Linked DNA regions of Rattus norvegicus: region 2 is linked to region 1. Evidence: chromatin contacts called from public Hi-C data. All regions are on one chromosome and are shown on one strand. Each heading gives the region's core, a stretch centred on a gene start, on an enhancer-like site or on the middle of the called end of the contact. The rest is flanking DNA. Distances are from core to core; before and after follow the strand shown.

Region 1 (4,570 bases), core at 449-2,948:
AGGTTAGATGAGTAGGGATCTAAAACCAGTGGTTTGTTGAGCATCTAGGGCTCACTTCATCTCAGCCCTAGATGAAAGAATTGAATGACTGTGGACCTGAAAGCAACCCCCTCCGAAGTCCCCCATGATTATTATCTCAATTAGACAAGCCATTGTTAAGATCAGTGACTGTGTTTTGCAATGAGTTACAGAACTTCAGCTGGGTTCCTAGTGAGCAGATGGGCAAAGGAAGCAGAACCAGACACCGAGCAGGCTTCCTTTGAAAGAATCAACACGGAAAGGGAGTGAAAGAAAGCCTGGCCTATTGCATTTCAGTTCAGATAAGAAAATGTAAGTTGTGTGCAATGGGTGGAGTCGGTAATAAATATCTAATACTTGTTCATTGAGTGTTGACTCTGTTCTGTTGGGGGTGGGGGTCAGCAATTCCCAAGTATTAGCTCTTCAAGTGAGAAAGAAGGGAAGAAAAGTTAAACCAACCAATAAGGTGAAATTGAAGAAGAAGAGGAGGAAGAGGAGGAGGGAGGAAAAGGGAGGGGGAGGAGGAGATCACATGTATTGACAGGGTGCACTGTCACTCCCAACTGATTTCTAAAATAACACTTTATTAGAGTATAATCATTATACAGCGCGATGGGTCTCATAATGACATTCTCATTCAAGTATGTCATTAAATATGCTTAAATTAGCAGACTGGGTTTCCTAGACCTTTAGTGTCCTCTGCAGCCTGTGTCTCTTCCGTCTATTGTTATCTAATCTCCTCTTCCCAGCCACACAGGAGAGTTCACAGTTGGGTTCCCCAAAGTCCAGCTCTCTGGCAGTCTTCAGAAATAGTTCCTTCCACGTGCCAGAATTTCAGCAGTAAGTACATGTTGACTGGAACATTGAGCTGCATGCTTTAAAAAAAAAGTCTCCCACTAAATTATACAACATGCAGCTGAGCAAATATTGGAGATGCTTAGAGAATGCATCCCATACGTGTACTCGCAGGATATGCTTTTGGAAAGAGAAGGCTAGCTTCTTCCCCTGTGCTAAATAAGACCAGAGATAGATTGCTCCATTTAAGATTTCCATTAATTCCATTAATAAACTTCTCAGGATATGAAATGTCTCCAGAATGTAGTGAGGCTAAGATGAAAGCCGCATAATTCTCACTGGTGTCAAGCCCAGCAAGCAGGAGAAGATATGCTAATGCGGCCGTTTGCCGCAGGGCTGGTGTTATTTATATAGTGCTAGCTGGGCAAGGGCTGGCTCTGGAGTCTGGAGTGCCGAGAGCATTTGGATCTCCTGTGAGGTGTAGATGTGTGCGCCTGTGCACACAGCATGGGAATTATGAATCCGAGACCTTGGGGAGGGGGTGGGGCAGGCCGCCCTCATTCACGTTTGTATCGAGTATGTGGCTCCCCTTCAAGGTATAGCCATCCAGCATTGTGTTTATTTGACATTCATTCTGGAGCACAGAAAGAAATGGCGATTTGGGGCGGGTGCTGCAATGGGTCGCGTGTGACCCAGCGTTGGAGGGGCTGTCAACCTAAAATTGTCAAATATGCTTCCTTGCCCCTGACCCGTGGCCATAAAAAGCAGCCTTATTTGAGTCTGGAAGAAGCACAGAAGGTTGTTCTGGAAGGCAGGCAACGCTTGGGCTCAGGACCAGGAGTGGGGTGCCAGCCACCGGGCACCTCGGATACGAAGAGAGGTCACGGAAAGCCGGTGTGCCCTGGGCGGGGTTCCTTGCGGTTGTGGGACTTGAGACTGGCAGACGACCCTATCCCCTCATTCCCCGCCAGTGCGGACTCCTTGGGGACCCCTGTCCAGCCCAGAGACCGCCGGGGATCTTGCGTCGGCCCGGGTGTCCCTCTCCCCGCCCCTGCGTCTGTCCAGGCGGCGGCGACGGAGCCCGGCTGGAGGGGGCGCTCGTGCGCAGGAGCGGCGCAGCAGGTGCCGCGGTTACCTCCACCTCGGCGGGGGGAGAGGGGGCGGGCCGGGGCGGGAGGCGGAGGCCAGCTCGGTGAGCCGAGAGCGCGGCCGGCTCCCCAGGCTGGCTGCGAGCTCGCGGCTTCCGGGAGCGCCCGAAGTCCGTGGAGGACCTCCTAACCCGCGGCCGCCCGCGGCTCCAGCACAACGCGCACCGGTGCCCGCAGGGCCCTGAGTCGCGACAAGGGCGCGGGTCGGGCTCCTCCTCCTCCGCGGCCAGCGCGCAGCAGCGGAGAGCCTCGGAGCTCGGCGGGCGCCCGGGCCGCGGCGCGGATGAGCCGCGGAGGCTAAGGGCTCGAACGTCTTCTGCCCGGCGCCCAGGGCGAGGGGGTGCGCGGGTGACATGGGGGTGGCCTGACTCACCGGGCCCGGAGCATTCTCTCCGGCCGCGGGCCCTCCTCCTCGGCGGCGGCGCTGTGCCCGGGCGCCCGCCGAGCTCCGCCGCGCTCTATGCGCCTCTGCGGGCGCCGCGGGCCCTGGCCATGGCGATAGACCGGCGGCGCGAGGCGGCGGGTAGTGGTGCCGGGAGGCAGCCGGCCCCGGCGGAGGAGAACGGCTCCCTGCCGCCCGGAGACGCGGCGGCCTCGGCGCCCCTCGGGGGTCGCGCGGGCTCCGGGGGCAGCGCGGAGATCCAGCCGCTGCCTGCGCTGCACCCCAGCGGCGGCCCGCACTCGAGCTGCTGTGCGGCAGCAGCCGCCCCGAGCCTCCTGTTGCTGGACTACGATGGCTCTGTGCTGCCCTTCCTCGGGGGCCTGGGCGGCGGCTACCAGAAGACCCTGGTGGTGCTCACCTGGATCCCGGCGCTGTTCATCGGCTTCAGCCAGTTCTCGGACTCCTTTCTTCTGGACCAGCCCAACTTCTGGTGCCACGGGGCCGGCAAAGGCACCGAGCTGGCGGGTGCCACTGTCACCGGCCGATGGGGTGACATGGGCAACTGGACCAGCCCCTCAGCCACCCCTTTCTCCACTGCCTCCTGGGGGACCACAAGCAACCGAAGCAACAGCAGCGACACACCACCCCTCCCGTCCCCTCCAGGCAAAGGGAACAACGACTCAAATTGCGAGTGCCACGCGTGGGACTACGGCATCCGCACTGGCCTCGTCCAAAACGTGGTCAGCAAGGTAAGGACCACGACCGCTGCGTCCCCGCGTTCTTCTTGTGAGCCTTTTTCTTCCGACCTCGGTCGCATCTCTCTGCTCTCCATCTCTTTCTCTGCAGACTTGGGTCCCAGACTTACCCAGCGGAGGAACCTGAAATGTTAGCCTGTGTACGCACAAACCCCGCATTGACTGGGCTCCCAGCTGTCCCCCAAATGAGATGCTCTTACTTGGATGTAAAGCCAAGGCTTTTTGCCGCCCTCTGCGGTGCCGGTGACGCTGCATCTGCTTCAAAGAAACCGATTTAGCCTTTTCTAATTTCCACCCAAACTCCTGTCCCAGTACACATATGGAAAGGGCGCCCCTTCTCGGAAGGTTCAAATCCTCTCCTCTATCTCCCTAGGTGTCAGTCACTGATGGCTCAGCAGCGGCCTTGGAAGACTCAGTCCCTCTTCTAGGACTGCTCCTTGGAGCCAGGACATAGCTGTGGCCCTGTGTCTCCCACCAAGAACTAACTACCCATGAAAAATAGTGTTCTACTCACAGATATTCTTTCCAGCAGACGTCAGCCACTCCACACGTGCCTTGAGCAGATTAAAGCCAGTTGAAGAATCCAAGTTACAGACAAAGAAGCAGAGCCCTTTGAAAAGTTTCCTTGCTACCCCAGGCCCCCATCCCAACCATGCTCTGTCCTTTCCAGAGATCTGACTGTAGAGTTCAATGTTGGGGTACTCCCTCAAATACTTTCTCAGGACTTCAGTAAATAGTCCCACAGCATAGGAGGATGTGGGAAGCATGCAGGGTGTCATTGATGCTCTTGTACAGCAGCTGCTCTGGTCTGAGTCATTGAGACCTGGTTCCCACTTTCTCCTCCCTGACCCTTGCAAAGGTCTTGCATTCTGTGTAATATAGCAGGAGTGTTCTTGGAGAGATGTATGTCACCCAGAAAATGGACAGTACTGTTAGACAATCATGATCCCAGGTACCCATAATTTTCACTTTTCTTGGCCTGTAGGAAATACTGGATGCCGCCTTGTTAAACAATTTGTGAAACATTTGTAGCTTCTGTCCCTTTGGTAGTTTAAACAGCGCAGTTAGAAACGGGGCAGTTCTGAACTGTTTGAAATGCGAGCATGGGTTTGGACAGTTTATAATTGTGTGGGTGGAATCCAGCTCTACAACCAGTGTGTGTTAGTAAACAGTTGTAGCTCATGGATCTGGAAGATGAAACTCTTACATCATCATAATCATTGTTTTAATCTTGTACCAACCTGGCCAGAAAACGCTGTGTCCTGTGGGAATCAAACCGTCTGGTTTAGTGATCCCTCTGCTTTGCAATATAATTGAGAAGATCCTCCTACCTTGTCTCATCTTGACTCATCTCCCCCACAGCCTCTCCCTTCCAAAGGTGTTTCTGTAACTGATTCCCATTCACGGAGGGCAAGACAGCTTGCTTGCTTGCTTGCTTTCTCTCTCTCTCTCTCTCTCTCTCTCTCTCTCTC
Region 2 (4,206 bases), core at 1,648-4,147, 53 kb after region 1:
CCCTTTCCTCCTCCCTCCACACCTTTCGATCCTTTCCTTGCTGTTCTATATATAACTTGTCTGCCCAGTCTGTATAATGTCACCTGTATCTATGTTTCAGGATGTACCACTAGATCATATTATCACAGATGCCTCTTCTTAGTTTCTCTGGTCATTAAATCTCCACCCTCTTAACTATTACAGTTTTCTCTTCCTGTAATTCTGCTTTTCTGGTTTGAAACAATGGATATTTCCTTTTGCTAGCAGAGAGCTTCCCTGGAGATAAACATGTAAATGTAACTATGTAAGTTTTTTTTAAAAACTAACAATGAATAACTTTCTTGAAAAATCCTCTCAAGGCAGTTCTCATTTTAATAACCCTCTTTAATCCTAAGCAGCCCAAATGACTGGATGAATTTTACACACACAAAGAATGATCAGAAATTGTAAAGTGCCTGAGTTACTGATGACATCGCAAAATTAGAATCCAAGTCTTGACTTAATTGCAAAATAGAGTAGGAAAAAAAATCTAAGGTTTGCTCTAGGTGGAAGGGTGTGGTTTTTCCCCCGACACGACACTAATGAGTTTAAACTCTCAAAGAAACATTAAATAGTTCCTAATCCATAGGGGCAGGATGATATGTGTATTCTTGCTATACCGTCTACCTTTATACATATATATTCTTCTGAAGCCCTGTATTGATGTATTCTCTGTATTTGTCTGTGTTGCTGAAAACATAGGGACTTACTTCAGTCAACAGGATTGCTAGGTATCGCGTCTACACCGTTTCTTGCTTTTTACTTGAATGACTGTACCAAATGGCTGTAGGCAGTGAGCAGCAGCAGAGCTGTGGAATGAAGAGAATGGAGCTTGTTGAGCTAGGGAATGAAGAGAATGGAGGTCGCCTGTTGAACAAGTAGTTGACTGCATCTAGAGGGCAAACATTTGCCTCACATCTGGTTGGCAAGTTCCATGAGAATACGTGCTCGCTGGGTCTCTCCCCACCCCCATCCCCATCCATCTCTAATACCTGGGTCTTTCTGCAGCACATTCTTCTGGGCTGTAAACCTGATTCTGTGTGGGCCAGCTCTACTGACAGGGCATCTTCCACCAAGGACATGAGTCAGAGTTTACCATAGGCATTGACAAACCGTCTTACTTTAACTGGACTTTTCCCCCTCGGATGAGAAAGCTTGTGTAAGCATGAGGACCTGTTTTCAAAGCCCTAAGATCCATATGAAGGGTTGGAGGAGGGGCTCAGAACTTAAGAGAACTTACTGCTCTTGCAGAGACTCCAGTCTGGGTTCCAGCGCCCACGTGGCATCTCACAACTGTATGAAAATCCACTCTCGACATCTCAAAATCTCTTTCTGGCCTCTGCAGGCACTAGGGATATACCTGTGATGTGGTGTACACACACACACAAACACACACACACACACACACACACACACACACAGTCAAATGCATACAAAAAATTATAATCTTTCAGAAGTTGGGCTTGGTTGCGTGGGCCTCAGCACCTTAGAAAAACAGAGACAGAAGAATGTCTGAGACTTACTGGCCAGCAGCACAACGCAGGTTCAGTGAGAGACCATGTCCTAAGGGAAGAGGTAATGGATGATAAAGAAGGACCCCCAGCTTTTTCCTGTGCTTTGCACATGTGTATAGGCACATGTACCTGAACACATACTACACACACACACACACACACACACACACACACACACACACACTTTAATTATTTTCCTCTGGCTCAACTTGGCATGATTAGAGAATCCACAGCAGGAGGAGGAGAGGAAGAGGAGGAGGAGGAAGAGGAGAAAGAAGAGGTGTGGAGACAGTGTGTGATGGGTACTGCCTATAACCCTAGTACTTGGGAGCTTGAGATAGAATGACTGCCAAAAGTTCAAGGCTAACCTAAACTGCAGAGTGAATTCGTGGCTAGCCTGGGCTATAAAATGAGAACCTATCTCAAAAAAAAAAAATGGAAATATTAAACTGGAGCACTTGCCTTTAAATCTTTTCCTCCGACCTGTCTATGAACATCAGAGTTCCTTATGTCACAATGGGGCAGTGAATAGTAATAGATATCGCTAGTAATGAAGTCCCTGTGTGGACAGGATGCTGTAGTACAGAGCACAGAGCACAGTGGACAGTGAGCTTTGCCATCCAGGACTACTCTTCTTAAACTACATCAGTCCTTCAAACAAAATTACTTTTGAAGGCCTATAGGTCATGTGCAGATGTGCTGTGTCTTCTGCACACTAAAAATGCAAGCCCAAGGCCTCCCTGAGAACCTCATGCCTCATCTTTGCAGAAGCTAGGAGACAAAAAAGTGCTTGGTTATCAAGGGCCTTTCAATTTGGTAAGGATAGATACATCTCAAAATCAGAGGAGGAAAACAAAACCAGCAAATACTTTGAGCCTTTGGCATGTTGAAATTATAGGGCTTAGCTGTATTCTCTACTGAGTAAAAAGCCTTACTAAATTGTATGGTTCCTTGTGGGCCAAGTTTTGTCATGCTGGAATTCTAATGCTGCCTCTGTACTTTGAAACAGAACAGTCTATACAGCAAAAGAATCCATAGAATGGTCTGGAAATCGATAGATCTGAGCTGTGGCTTGAGTCCCTCAGATGACTGTGACCACAGCAGATGACTTAAAATCTGCCAGCTTCTCCGGTTAGGGGATGGATTTTCTAATGTGTTCAAAGCATAGGTCCGTTCCTGGAAGAAATGGGGGAGGGGGATTAGGAAGAACAAACACCTGGAGAAGCTCTTCCAGTTTGAGTATTTCACAACCTTAGAATCCTAAACTCAATCACTAGCGTTGGCGGAATTCCATCCTGCGGAGGTGGAGGTCACATGGAGTGGCTGCAGAGGCCAGCCTAGAAGAGGAGAAGTGACTGGGTGGGGTTAATGGTTAACAGTTTGTCTTTCCTGTGGTCTAAGCCCTTGCTTTCCTGTCAACAACCTGGCCTCACCTGCCCCATCTGCATTTCCCTTCCTCACTGCACATTTACGGGTTTAGGAAAGTCCTGGGATCCGGTTAGACCCTCCGGGATTCTCTGTTCTCATCTGCAAAGACAGGACAGGACAGGACACAGAGCTGAAAACTGGAATTCCTAGAAAGAGTTTGGGATACTAAGAAAGCAATGTACGACAGACTCTTGGATGCCTCCCCCACTCCCCGAATGAAAATAAAATAATGAAATAAATCAATCACTTTGAAAACAAATTAAGAGTCCCGGCTTCTTGAAAACCTTCAAACATATGTGGGGGAAGTGAGACCATACCTGGTTTGCCAAGGTTTGCTGTTAATGAAATGAAAGCCATAGTCTTGCCTGAGAAGACAGGAATCCACCTTAAATTATATAGCGCCATAGAACTGTGCTGTCAGTGACTCTTATTCAAATCACTGTGCCATGCCAGATTTGTTCTGTTTCAAATGATTCTTTTTTGGCAGCTCATGTAAGACCTACTTCTTCCTTTATTCCTTCTGTGTGAAACGTTTGAAGGCCAGGGAAATAGTAGCTTGTCAACTTGGGTATATATTAAACCCTAGGCGCCATCAGGCTCTGAGGTTTCAGAGGCACACACCTTCCTGTCTCCCAAGACACTCAGAGTTCAAGAAGGGAAGATCAGGAATGTACTCTGATTGGACTAAGAGCATTTGCATCAGAAAGAAACTACTGAACTTTGGCTTTTGTGTTCATTATCTGGTTCTCAAAGACCAGGGGAGCCCAGTGCCTTCTGGGTACTGTGGATCATTAGAGTTTGGCTGGAGCCTAGTGCATTTTGGGTACTGAAGGTCATTAGAACCTGTCTGGAGGCTAGAACATGACTAACAAAACCTGAGAAGTCTCCCATGAACTTAGGATAGTAGCAAGTCAATGAAGGAGCCCAAGCAAGAGAGGAAACCCTTTAAATGTTTGATTTAGAGGAATCACTCGGGCTGTAAGCAGTTGTAATCAGGCCAACCTTGCCGGCTGAGCTAGAAACTGAGAGCCTGCTGCAGTATCTGTGTAAGGAAGAGGAGATAAATAAAGGCCAGGGCAAAGTGGGATCCATAGACCAATAAAAAAAAACTGAAGTATGAGGAGAACACAGAAAGATGAACACATAACTGCTTGCACCTGGATAGATGCGAATATGTATATGCATACGTGTACATGTATATGCATACGTGAATGTGTGTGTTTCCCTCAAAGTATAAGAGACAACT

The links. A called contact is a pair of places that touch in the nucleus more often than the background predicts.
Region 2: a Hi-C map of liver shows a contact between it and region 1, with 5 times the contacts expected there. The contact joins the enhancer-like site here to the promoter of Slc22a23 in region 1. A contact is called at or near these places in 6 of 12 Hi-C or Micro-C datasets (Schwann cells, frontal cortex, kidney and 2 more) and 1 of 1 datasets of contacts at active chromatin or transcription factors (oligodendrocytes).

The regions. Positions count from the first base shown.
Region 1 is chr17:30,747,747-30,752,316 of GRCr8, forward strand. Slc22a23 (solute carrier family 22, member 23) reads left to right here and starts at 1,699. Exons shown (of 11, transcript NM_022624.1): 1 at 1,699-3,092. The coding sequence starts at 2,454.
Region 2 is chr17:30,799,319-30,803,524 of GRCr8, forward strand. The region is part of intron 3 of Slc22a23 (solute carrier family 22, member 23); the gene reads left to right. Among named protein-coding and RNA genes, the nearest start is that of Slc22a23, 52 kb to the left of the region's middle. Within about 2 kb of position 2,898, at least 8 of the 93 cell types and tissues checked have an H3K27ac peak or open chromatin away from gene starts, as enhancers often do. A contact at or near this core is called in kidney and liver, where this site is marked.